2 separate regions of the Hordeum vulgare genome follow, and region 1 is linked to region 2. Evidence: chromatin contacts called from public Hi-C data. All regions are on one chromosome and are shown on one strand. Each heading gives the region's core, a stretch centred on a gene start, on an enhancer-like site or on the middle of the called end of the contact. The rest is flanking DNA. Distances are from core to core; before and after follow the strand shown. Region 1 holds the start of LOC123409019. Region 2 holds the start of LOC123411092.

Region 1 (5,104 bases), core at 2,517-5,016, 430 kb before region 2:
AGATCAATCTCCCGAGTCAATGCCAGAGTTTTGCTCCACAGATGGCAGATGCGCTTTTCCCAGTCATCAGGCTTCGAAAGCCATTCAAGCTTGAAATTTTCAATCATCTCAGCTGCTGCAGCACGTTTCTGCTGCTCTTCCTCCCACCGTTTCCTCTCCAACTCATTGACGCTAAGGACAAGACCGCCACCATTTGGAACGTCCTGATAACGGGACTTGTTACAAGGAAATTTCTTCCTGTACTCACTGAAAGAAGCACGACTTTGTTTCAAAGCCTTCTTATACCCACTGACCATCTGGCCCATCACGTTCAGATCATGTTCAAACGACCTAAGCTTTGCTTGCCACTTATTCTCTTGCTCAAACCTGGCTGAGTTCAGTGAATCGATAATTGCGTCCTTCTCCTGCAGCAAGTTAGCCATAAATTGCTTCTGTGAAAGCCCCTCTTGAATCTCTCTTTCTTTCTGTTCGTATAACATGCTGGCATTGACCAATAAGTTCTGTATGGGATCTGAATAATTTGCATTGAAGAATGCTGATCCAGGTGGTACACTGCTGTTGGAGTTCCGCATCCGCTTATGTTGATTGCCCTGCAGAAACTGCTGTTGTGTTTGCATCTGGTCATCATACCCATCATCAATATCCTCAACATGCCTCTTCCCATTATTGCCAAAGAAAAATGAATCACCAGCCCCCAGGTCCACTCCGTTCTTATGTACATCAGCCCCAATAGCCAAGAAATTTCCAGAGGACAGGTGATGTGCATTCTCCGTCCCATTGTATGTCACAGTATCAGAGTTCATGGCCTGGAGGAGGTTTGACTCCATCCCATGCAAGGAACCCATTTTGAATCCATCATCAAAGCTCACACCATCCCTCATCCCAACATTCCCTTTATTCAAATTCTCAAACTCCACCCCTGGAAAGTCACATTGCTGTAAACAAGGTGCCGTCCCCTCGCCCCCCTTATCATCCCCAACATCCCAGTTCATCTCCACTCCACCGCTACACCCCTCCTCATTATCACTATCCAGATTTTGGACAGATACATTATCTTCGACATCCATACTGTCATCACCATCATTGGCAGAGCTCCATCCTGCCTCATCCTTCTCTTCTTCCTCTTCTGCCTCCTCATCCTTCTCTTCTTCCTCTTCTGCCTCCTCATCCTTCTCTTCTTCCTCTTCTGCCTCCTCATCCTCCTCTGGCACTGTTAGCACTCTCTCTTGTGTCAACAGTTCCAACCCCGGTGATAGACATGCATCCTTCTCTGCTGCACCCACAAACGTGTCTCCATCTCTCTCCCATGCAAACTCTGCGAAAACCTCACCATTCACAGTACTCATTTCATGTGTAGGAGCTACTGCTTCCACTAGCGCCAATTCATCCGCTGCCTTTGATTGATCCAGGCTCATGCACTTCACATCCTCATCCGCTACCTTCGATGTCTCCAATCTCACCACAATCCCCAACTGCAATTCGTCGTCCTCATTCGACACATTTGGTGGCTCCAGTCTATTGCTGCTTGCATTAGCATCCATACTCATTTCATGTGTAGGAGCTACTGCGTCCCCCAGCGCCAATTCATCCCCTGCCTTTGAATGATCCAGGCCCCTTACATCCGCATCCGCCACCTTTGATGTCTCCAATCTCTCCACATTCCCCAACTGCAATTCATCGTCCTCATCCGCCACATTTGGTGGCTCCAGTCTATTGCTGCTTGCATTAGCATCCACATCCCCCTTCGCATCCTCACCCACCACCTTTGATGTATCAGGTGACTTGTTCATTGCATTAGCATCTGCATCCCCTGACTCCAATTCGACATCCAAGCTCATGACCTTTGCATCCTCATTCACCACCTTCAATGTATCCGGTGAATTGTTGCTTGCATTAGGATCTATATCCCGCAACTCCAATTCGACATCCAAGCCCTTTGCATCCTCATCCATCACCTTCAATGTATCTGGTGACTTGCTCCCTGCATTAACATCCGCATCCCCTGACTCCATCTCGACATCCAATCCCTTTGCATCCTCATCAATCACCTTCGATGTATCCGGTGACTTGCTCCCTGCATCAGCATCCGCATCCCCTGACTCCATCTCGATATCGAATCCCTTTGCATCCTCATCCATCACCTTCGATGTATCCGGTGACTTGCTCCCTGCATTAGCATCCGCATCCCCTGACTCCATCTCGACATCCAAGCTCATGCCCTTTGCATCCCCATCCAACACCATTGATGTATCCAGTGACTTGCTCACTGCATTAGCATCCACATCCCCCAAGTCATCCATGCTCTTGCTCCCCGCATCCCCAGAATCTGAATTCTTCAAGTCGTTGTTCCTCAAATCCACACCTTCTGTATCTGGTTCCTCCAAGATGTTGCTCCTCGCATCCCCAGACTCCAACTCCTTCAAGTCATTGCCACTAGCATCAGCATCAGCAGGCCCCGATTCATCCAAGCTCTTGCTGGTCAGACTCGTACCCTCTAACTCTGATTCCTTCAGGCTCTTGCTGCTCGCATCAGCATCTGCATCTCTAGGCTCCAACTCCTGCAAGGCCTTGTTCCTGGCATCGGCATCTCCATCCCGCTCGTCCTTGACCAAATCAAAAGACGCCTTCCGAACAAGCTTCTCTGCCTCCTCTTTCTGAGGCAACCCAAACAGATGAGGCTTCTGATGCGAAATGAGCCGCTGAAGATACGCCCCGCATTTGCACACCCCATGATCCTTCTTGGGCAGGTCGTTAATCTCCTTCTCGATCAAGCCCCAGATGAGGCCTGCCCAGTTGACCTTATGCGGTGACCCAGCCTTGACCGCCTGTTCCGCGGCGGCCACCTCCTGCGGCAGTTTGCAGTCTGCGAACAAGGGATGGATGCAGACGCGCATGAAGTCCAGGGCGGCGGAGACCAAGGTATTGGTTTTGAGCCCTCGAGGCCGGGCAGGCGGCGGGGCGGACTTTCTCGGGAGGTTGAAGACGGTGGCTAAGTCTGTGCGGTTGAAGCTGACGCGGGTGTCCCAGATGAAGCTGCGATGATTAGTCGGGTCGTAATAGGCGATGAACTGCGCGACGAGGTCGGGGCGCGGGGGCTCAGATCCGAGGCCAAACCGCGCGAAGTCGAGGACGCCGAGGTAGCTGAGGGCGACCTCGTTGCCGAAGATCGGCGGGGGGTCCACCGGGCAGAGGCGGAGGTCGACGGGGAGCCGCGCGAGGCGCTCCTCCGCGACGGCGCGCAGCTTGTCGGTGAGGGGCTTCCTGAGCTTTCTGGCGGGGGTGGATCTCGAGGGCAGCCCGTCCAGATCGGGCCTGGCGGCAGCGGCGGGGGTGGCGGCCTCCGGGGCCTGGGGAGGAAGCGGATCGGTGGAGACAGGCTTGGCGGCGGCGGCGGCGGCGGCTGGGGAAGCCGCCTCCGGGGCCTGGAGCGGGGCTGGATCGGTGGAGACGGGCTTGGCGGCGGGGGAGGCCGCCTCCGGGGCCTGGGGCGGGTCCGGATCGACGGAGACGGGCTTGGTGGCGGCGGCGGATGAGGCTTCCGGCGGCGGGGACGGGACTGGATCGGCGGAATCGGGCATGGCCGTGGTGGGAGTGATCCTCGAGGAACGGCGCCCGGGTTTCACCGCCGACGGTTGGGGTTTGCGTCTGGGAGGCATATCGACTCGACTTGGGTGGGGGGTGGATGGGGAGAGAAGGGTTGGACGGGTCTTCTTCTTCTCGGAAAAAAATATTGCCTCCCAGGTCCGGGTCTGGGGTCTCGCCGTCTCGCAGCCGCAGGTCTACATCGCCATATATATCGGATATCCGGCGCAGATATGACGTCAAAACCGCCAAACTGCCCCCCATGAAGCGCCACCAAATTCAAACAGATATACTTGTGCTGGTGACCCCTTTTTTTCCTAGAAAAAACCTGGTGTTTTTTTGCATGGAAAAAACCTGGTGGTACTTTTTTTTCTTCTTCTAAATGACGCTTCAACGCATCATTTCGTGCTCGGAGGCTTCATATGTTTCGCACCTTTTTCTTATATAGGGGACAATATATTTCGGGCTTTGACTTTGAAGCTATCTTTATGTTCCATCTAACCAACAACAAAAAAAATATGTTAATTGTTTTAGTACTGCATCGAAGGTAAGCATCTAACGACAAAACAATTGATTCGTCTTCTCCTAGACATGTTAGGAGGAAGTGGGCCACAAGATACTTTTCTTGCCACATGCTCTGTTGACTTATGTTGCCTTGTGATGGAGTCCTCAGAGGTTCACGGGTTAAGTATTAGAATTTCAGAATGTGAGTTAAAGGTTTTCAAGTCAGATAAGCAAAATGAACTCGAGCAACAGTTAAAGTGTTCCCTAAAGCCACCAAAGTTTCTATATTTGTAAAGGGGTGTTTGGTATGGTTTAAAAGAAGATTTCTCCATTCTTCATCTCGCCAAAATCAGACAAACATTATGTCAAAACTATAAACTGCCAAATAAAAAAACAATCCATATGTATAAAGAAAAATTAACTTTGACTCATAATGTATATCTGTTTGGTATGCATTGCCATATACATCCTCTATTTTGGCAGTTCAGAGAGAACTGCCAAAACGTCTTATATATACAAACCAAAATAAAATTGTTTTAACTTTTGTCAGACATCTTCAAGGTTATTGAGCAGGCGTTATTTTCGGTGCAATACAAACAATGGCAACGTGTTAATAGATTTGGGTTAGAATAATAAAGCAGGAGGAGTAAGAATGGCTTAAAATAGAGGTAATGCCCCAGCAGCATCAAGAAACTCGCATCGTCTTGCTATAATTATAAAAGAAAACTGACATCATGGCATAGCTAGTTTTGCTGTTAAATTCAAGTTCCTATATCCGTTCACTACTACAAAGTCCAAAAACAAAAACGAACAGCAACCATCCATGCAATAGTCAGATCCCAAAACGCCGATACAAATACACAACTGAAACCCCACATGCGCCTCATCATCCGAACATACGAAAATGCTACAATCCAAACTAATACTAGACGACCCTGGAGGCCTGGCCACCATCAAACATTCAAGAAATGCAACCAACGAACGCCATTTCACGTGTTAATAAAACATTCTGCTCCGC
Region 2 (4,764 bases), core at 1,987-4,486:
TCATCGAGATTCCGGGATGGCCCGAGCGATCATGCCAAGATTGGAATGCGTTAACACTCTCAAAAATTACTTTGTATGCAACATGTTCCACGGGTTTGATGTTTGTATAGTACAAACCAGATGATCGAGAAGGAATTTTCTCATGTACCATTTTGCCATATCCGTGATCTTTACTAAAGAGTAGATACTCTTCTTTGTTGTCTTCATGGGTTTCAATATGAAAACCATTTTTACGAATATCTCGATAACTCATCAGGGTACATGAGGAGTTGGATACAATAAAGCATCCTCAATCGTCACTTGTGTACCACTTGGGAGAGTGAATATGGCACGTCCAGTACCAACAATCACTGTAGCGCGTCCATCGATAGTTAGAATATCTCCATTCATCTTTTTTAGAGTTTGGAAATATTGCATCTCACTTGGTATGGAGTTTGTGGTACCACTATCCACAAGGCATAATTCATCTTCCATCAGATTGTTACCGTAGAAAACCATATAAAACAAAAGAATTTTTCAATAAGAAAACCTTATGTTAATACATAGAATATAATCTTATTATATCAAATGTGCTAATACAATATAATATAAAGACAACAACAAACTTATGTTCTTACTACAATCATCACAAATGGACATAATTAAGTAGATCACTAAGGAGATCGAGGGACTAGTCAAAGTCGTCAAACACATTGTTTGAGGTGTACTCAAGCAACATGGCCTCTGTTTCACCACGGTCCTCAAGAGGATAAGCAAGCATGGCGTTGGTCGTCCAGCGGCACGACGGCCGCATCCTGGGGCGTGGTCACTTTTGCGCGTGCCCCTTGCAGCGCCACGATGGTCGCGTCCATCGACATGGCAACTGAAGCGCCAGATGCTTGCATTCGACGATGAAACTGTCGAAGGCCATCCACTCTATGGCGGTGACGGGCAACAAGGCGGTAGCGGCGACCGACCTCGCGGATCAGACGAAGACAAGGCCTAGCATCTCATCGACGACGAGTGCTCCTTCCCTCCCTTTCTTTCTTTGTTCTCTCTTGCTTTTTCGCTCTTGCTGGTTGTCTACGTGCATGATAACCTGTTCGAGAAAAGTGAGCTTATACCACCTCAAGAGACACGAGCGAAGAAAGGCGTCGGTTCCAGAGGGCGCAAGCAAGAGGCGTCTATGCGGGACAAACCGCATGACGGTTTGGGCATGGGCCCTAATTACATGTATTTAATTATAATCACAACAAACATATACTCCCTCCATTCTTAAATATAAGTCTTTTTAGAGATTTCACTAGGAGACTACATACAAATGTATATAGACATACTTTAGAGTGTAGATTCACTCATTTTGCTTCGTATGTAGTCTTCTAGTGAAATCTCTAAAAAGACTTATATTTATGAACGGAGGGAGTACATTCTAAAATAAGTGTTATAAATTTAGTACTAAGTTAGTATAAATTTAATACTAAAACAGCGACACTTATTTTGGAACGGAAGGAGTATAACAAAAGAAAAGATTATCCTGTTTCCCGCTTTGTTCCCATCTGTTTAGTTTTCTTGTAATAATGCCAGATAAAATTTCTTTTTACAATCTTGGGCGTCCGAATCAGGTTTTGGTTACCGGGCGGTATTTTCGGATACCGTCGGGTAACCACATTTCCGAGTACCTCCGGTATAATTTTCGGATACCGTCGGGTAACCACATTTCAGAGTACCTCCGGTATACATGTTCACCTGATGAAAATTACTGGCTTGAATTACATCAACCTCCATGTGAATAAGATTGCAGGTCCATAGAAATAGCACGTATCTTTGAGATCATTGCTACCAATTAGGCATGACAATAACAAAAGGAGGGCAATGTCAATGCCCAAAATTGGAGCCCAAAGATGTGCACATGATGCTATATTTATTCTATAACTGTGGTCAAAGTTTTTGCCAACCTAGTAGTATTTTTCTTCAACTTTGAGCTCAAGTCTCGACTCTCCAGTTTCCAGCCACGCAGGATTCTTCAAGAACTACTCCTAATCTGACAATAACATTCATTGTTGTATGTTCAGCTTTATTTTGGGCACAAGAAACAGATGCCCCTCTATTTGGACTCCTAAATTAATGCTAATAAATGGCGACTGAATTGTCATCTCAAGAAACATTCAGTAGCAGATATTTTAACCCTAAGATCAAATAGCAGCAGTAGTTAAACAAATATCGCGAGCATTTTTCTGGAACAGAGAACTAGTATTGAAAACTAATCTGCTAAATGATAAAAGCTGCCTTATGCTTCTTATACTTCGTTGAGGCCCAAATGAGGCATCATATTCACATAAGATCTTCTAAGTAAACTACCCACTAGCTGTACTTTCATTCAACAACATAAAGCACACTGAGAAGAATAACGGAAACACTTGAGAGACGAGATACAGAACACAGGACAAGGTTTGTGGTGGTGCAGCTCATGGATTCAAATCCTGGCTCTCGATATCAAAGACACACATGCAATGGGACTTTGAACCCGCGACAGCAACACAACCACTAAGAAGTACACAAGGTTTAAATACAAGGTTAAATGACAGCCAAGAACTAGTGTGTGCACAGACACAGGACACACAGATCACTTGTGAACAGCACGCGTGACACATAACACAACACTACACTAGAGCAAAGCAAGAAGCTTATGCCACTACCACAGTAGCATGCTCTAAAGAGCAAAGGCTTAAACATCAAGACACCAAGACAGACAACAACACAGTCAGGGATTGGCAGCAGCATGAACGCCGACCACACCAGTGCCACCGGGCGTCAAGGGCGAGCCACCAGTGCCAGGGAAGGAAGCAGAGCCCGGCATCCCGCCGAAGCCTACCTGTGGCGTGACGCCGTTTGGCCCTGGAAACACCCAGCTGACCGACGGGCCAGGGTAGAAGCCACCGAACCCAAAGACGTTCTGGGGACGGTAGGGCTCGGTGGGCTCAGTTGCCGGGATGTCCCTCGCACCATGGCAAGCAATGGTGGTGACGAGCAGGAGGCCAAGAACAAGGCTCGCGCTGACGCCCCTACGCCTCTCCATTGTTGCTACTGCTTTTGTTTGCCGACCTTCTCGTTTTGCCAAGAGCAAGTTGCCCATCCCCCATTTTATAACCAGTAGTGTGGTGTACTACTGTGCATGATCGTTGTCTTATGGATTAGTACCAATCGGCCTGTGGCTGTGGCTGTGGCTGTGGCTGAAACTGAAAGGTGGGCCTACTTGTGTTCGTTTGCGGCAGGACCCACCTGCCAGTGACTGCAAAGGTTTTGGCTACGGTCAAACCAAAACATGGACCGCAGATCTCCATGGGACCATACATGCTTGCTCTGTTGGTGTACTTCTAGCTTGAGTTAAGACCATAAAGCTAAGACCTGACATACTGAACTTATGTACACTATTTGATGCTGGGTGTATTGTGGCTTGGGTGCTCATGCCGCGGATTGCAAGGACAAGGCCTCAGACTGCAGTAAACGAGAGCACTCATATGAGGACCGTAACGGGAAACCAAGCTCCAATTTACTTTTCCTCCACAACCACCCAACTACCCACATTTAAGCTCCCATGATCCATGTCAGCTAGGTCTGCAGGAAATTCAAGGCATCCTCAGCTTTGTGGCAGAACGAACCAATAGGAAATCGACAGACAACACTGCAATATTTCTCCGATAAAGGACAGGCAGGTTTCAGGACAAATCTCAACTCAAGGGATAGAAGATGACTTAGCATAGTTAACAAGAAATCATTTATTAGCAGAGTGATCCGGTACAACAAATGTATGTGATATATGATGACAAGTTTTCCTAGCGTTGATCAGGTTTTGCCAACTACAATTTGGATACACTGTGTCCAAAATCGGGCAAGCAAAACCATATGGTGCAATAAACTAGAGCAAAGAGTGAAAGCTAGTACAAGCTTCGGCCTCACTAGAACAACAAAGCTAGGAAGTTATTAAGTACTCCCTGCGTCCCTTATTAATAATCGTCGCTCAAAGCAAATGTATCCAGACGTGTTTCAGTGCTAAATACAACCATTTGAGTGATAATTAATATGAGACAGAGGGAGTAATACATAGCCATGTGTTATTGCATAATTGCAAGGAAAGATTAGACAAAAATTGAAGCTTGTACTCAGCCATGGATTTTACAACAGTAAATGTGGTTATATATGTATCCTGTAACCTGCAGTGACTGCTGGAAAATTGAAGTAAACAAAAACTATGAGCAAGGTACCACTAAAATGTTAGAAAAGAGAGAGACACTGCTAAAATATTTAAGTCGATAAAAGGTAGAGATGATTACCACTACTGGAACCATCTAATGGCAGATTTTGAGAAAACCATCTTCTGTTCCAACGACAAACAATCTTGACAGAGGAAGCACAGAAATAGCCGAAAGAACAGACATGTTTTTATATTTTACTCCTCTGTCAGTCGAACATAAGTTCTGAAGTACGAGCTGCTGATGTCCGATCTGCACGGATTTTTTTTTTAACAAAATGTACCAACAGTTATTTCGGCAGGAACAAAGTGGACTTACAATTCATATGATATGTAAAATTCCAAAAGAGGCTGCTCCAAATAGCAAAGTTTGCCATTCTCAAAAAAAGAAAAGAAAAAAAGGTAAAGTTTGCAAAATAGCGTGGTGGTGAATGTGGTCAAGAGGATAAAGTACATACCTCACTTGTTGATCTCGATAGGGAAGTAAGTGCAATTTTGTTTCTTGTCACTGATACCAGGTCTTGGCCCCAAACAGA

Evidence for each region. A called contact is a pair of places that touch in the nucleus more often than the background predicts.
Region 1: a contact with region 2 is called in a Hi-C map of leaf, with 6 times the contacts expected there. The contact joins the promoter of LOC123409019 here to the promoter of LOC123411092 in region 2. A contact is called at or near these places in 3 of 6 Hi-C or Micro-C datasets (leaf and seedling).

What each region holds. Positions count from the first base shown.
Region 1 is chr7H:458,551,180-458,556,283 of MorexV3_pseudomolecules_assembly, reverse strand. LOC123409019 reads right to left here and starts at 3,766. Exons shown (of 2, transcript XM_045102020.1): 1 at 1-3,766. The coding sequence starts at 3,656. It overlaps LOC123413238 (T-complex protein 1 subunit gamma), which reads right to left. Exons shown (of 14, transcript XM_045106181.1): 14 at 4,772-5,104.
Region 2 is chr7H:458,118,844-458,123,607 of MorexV3_pseudomolecules_assembly, reverse strand. It overlaps LOC123411092, which reads right to left and starts at 3,236. Exons shown (of 1, transcript XM_045104017.1): 1 at 2,525-3,236. The coding sequence starts at 3,112. The coding sequence ends at 2,741. LOC123411090 (protein GFS12) reads right to left here. Exons shown (of 19, transcript XR_006613182.1): 16 at 4,687-4,764; 17 at 4,311-4,481; 18 at 1,935-2,020; 19 at 500-1,078.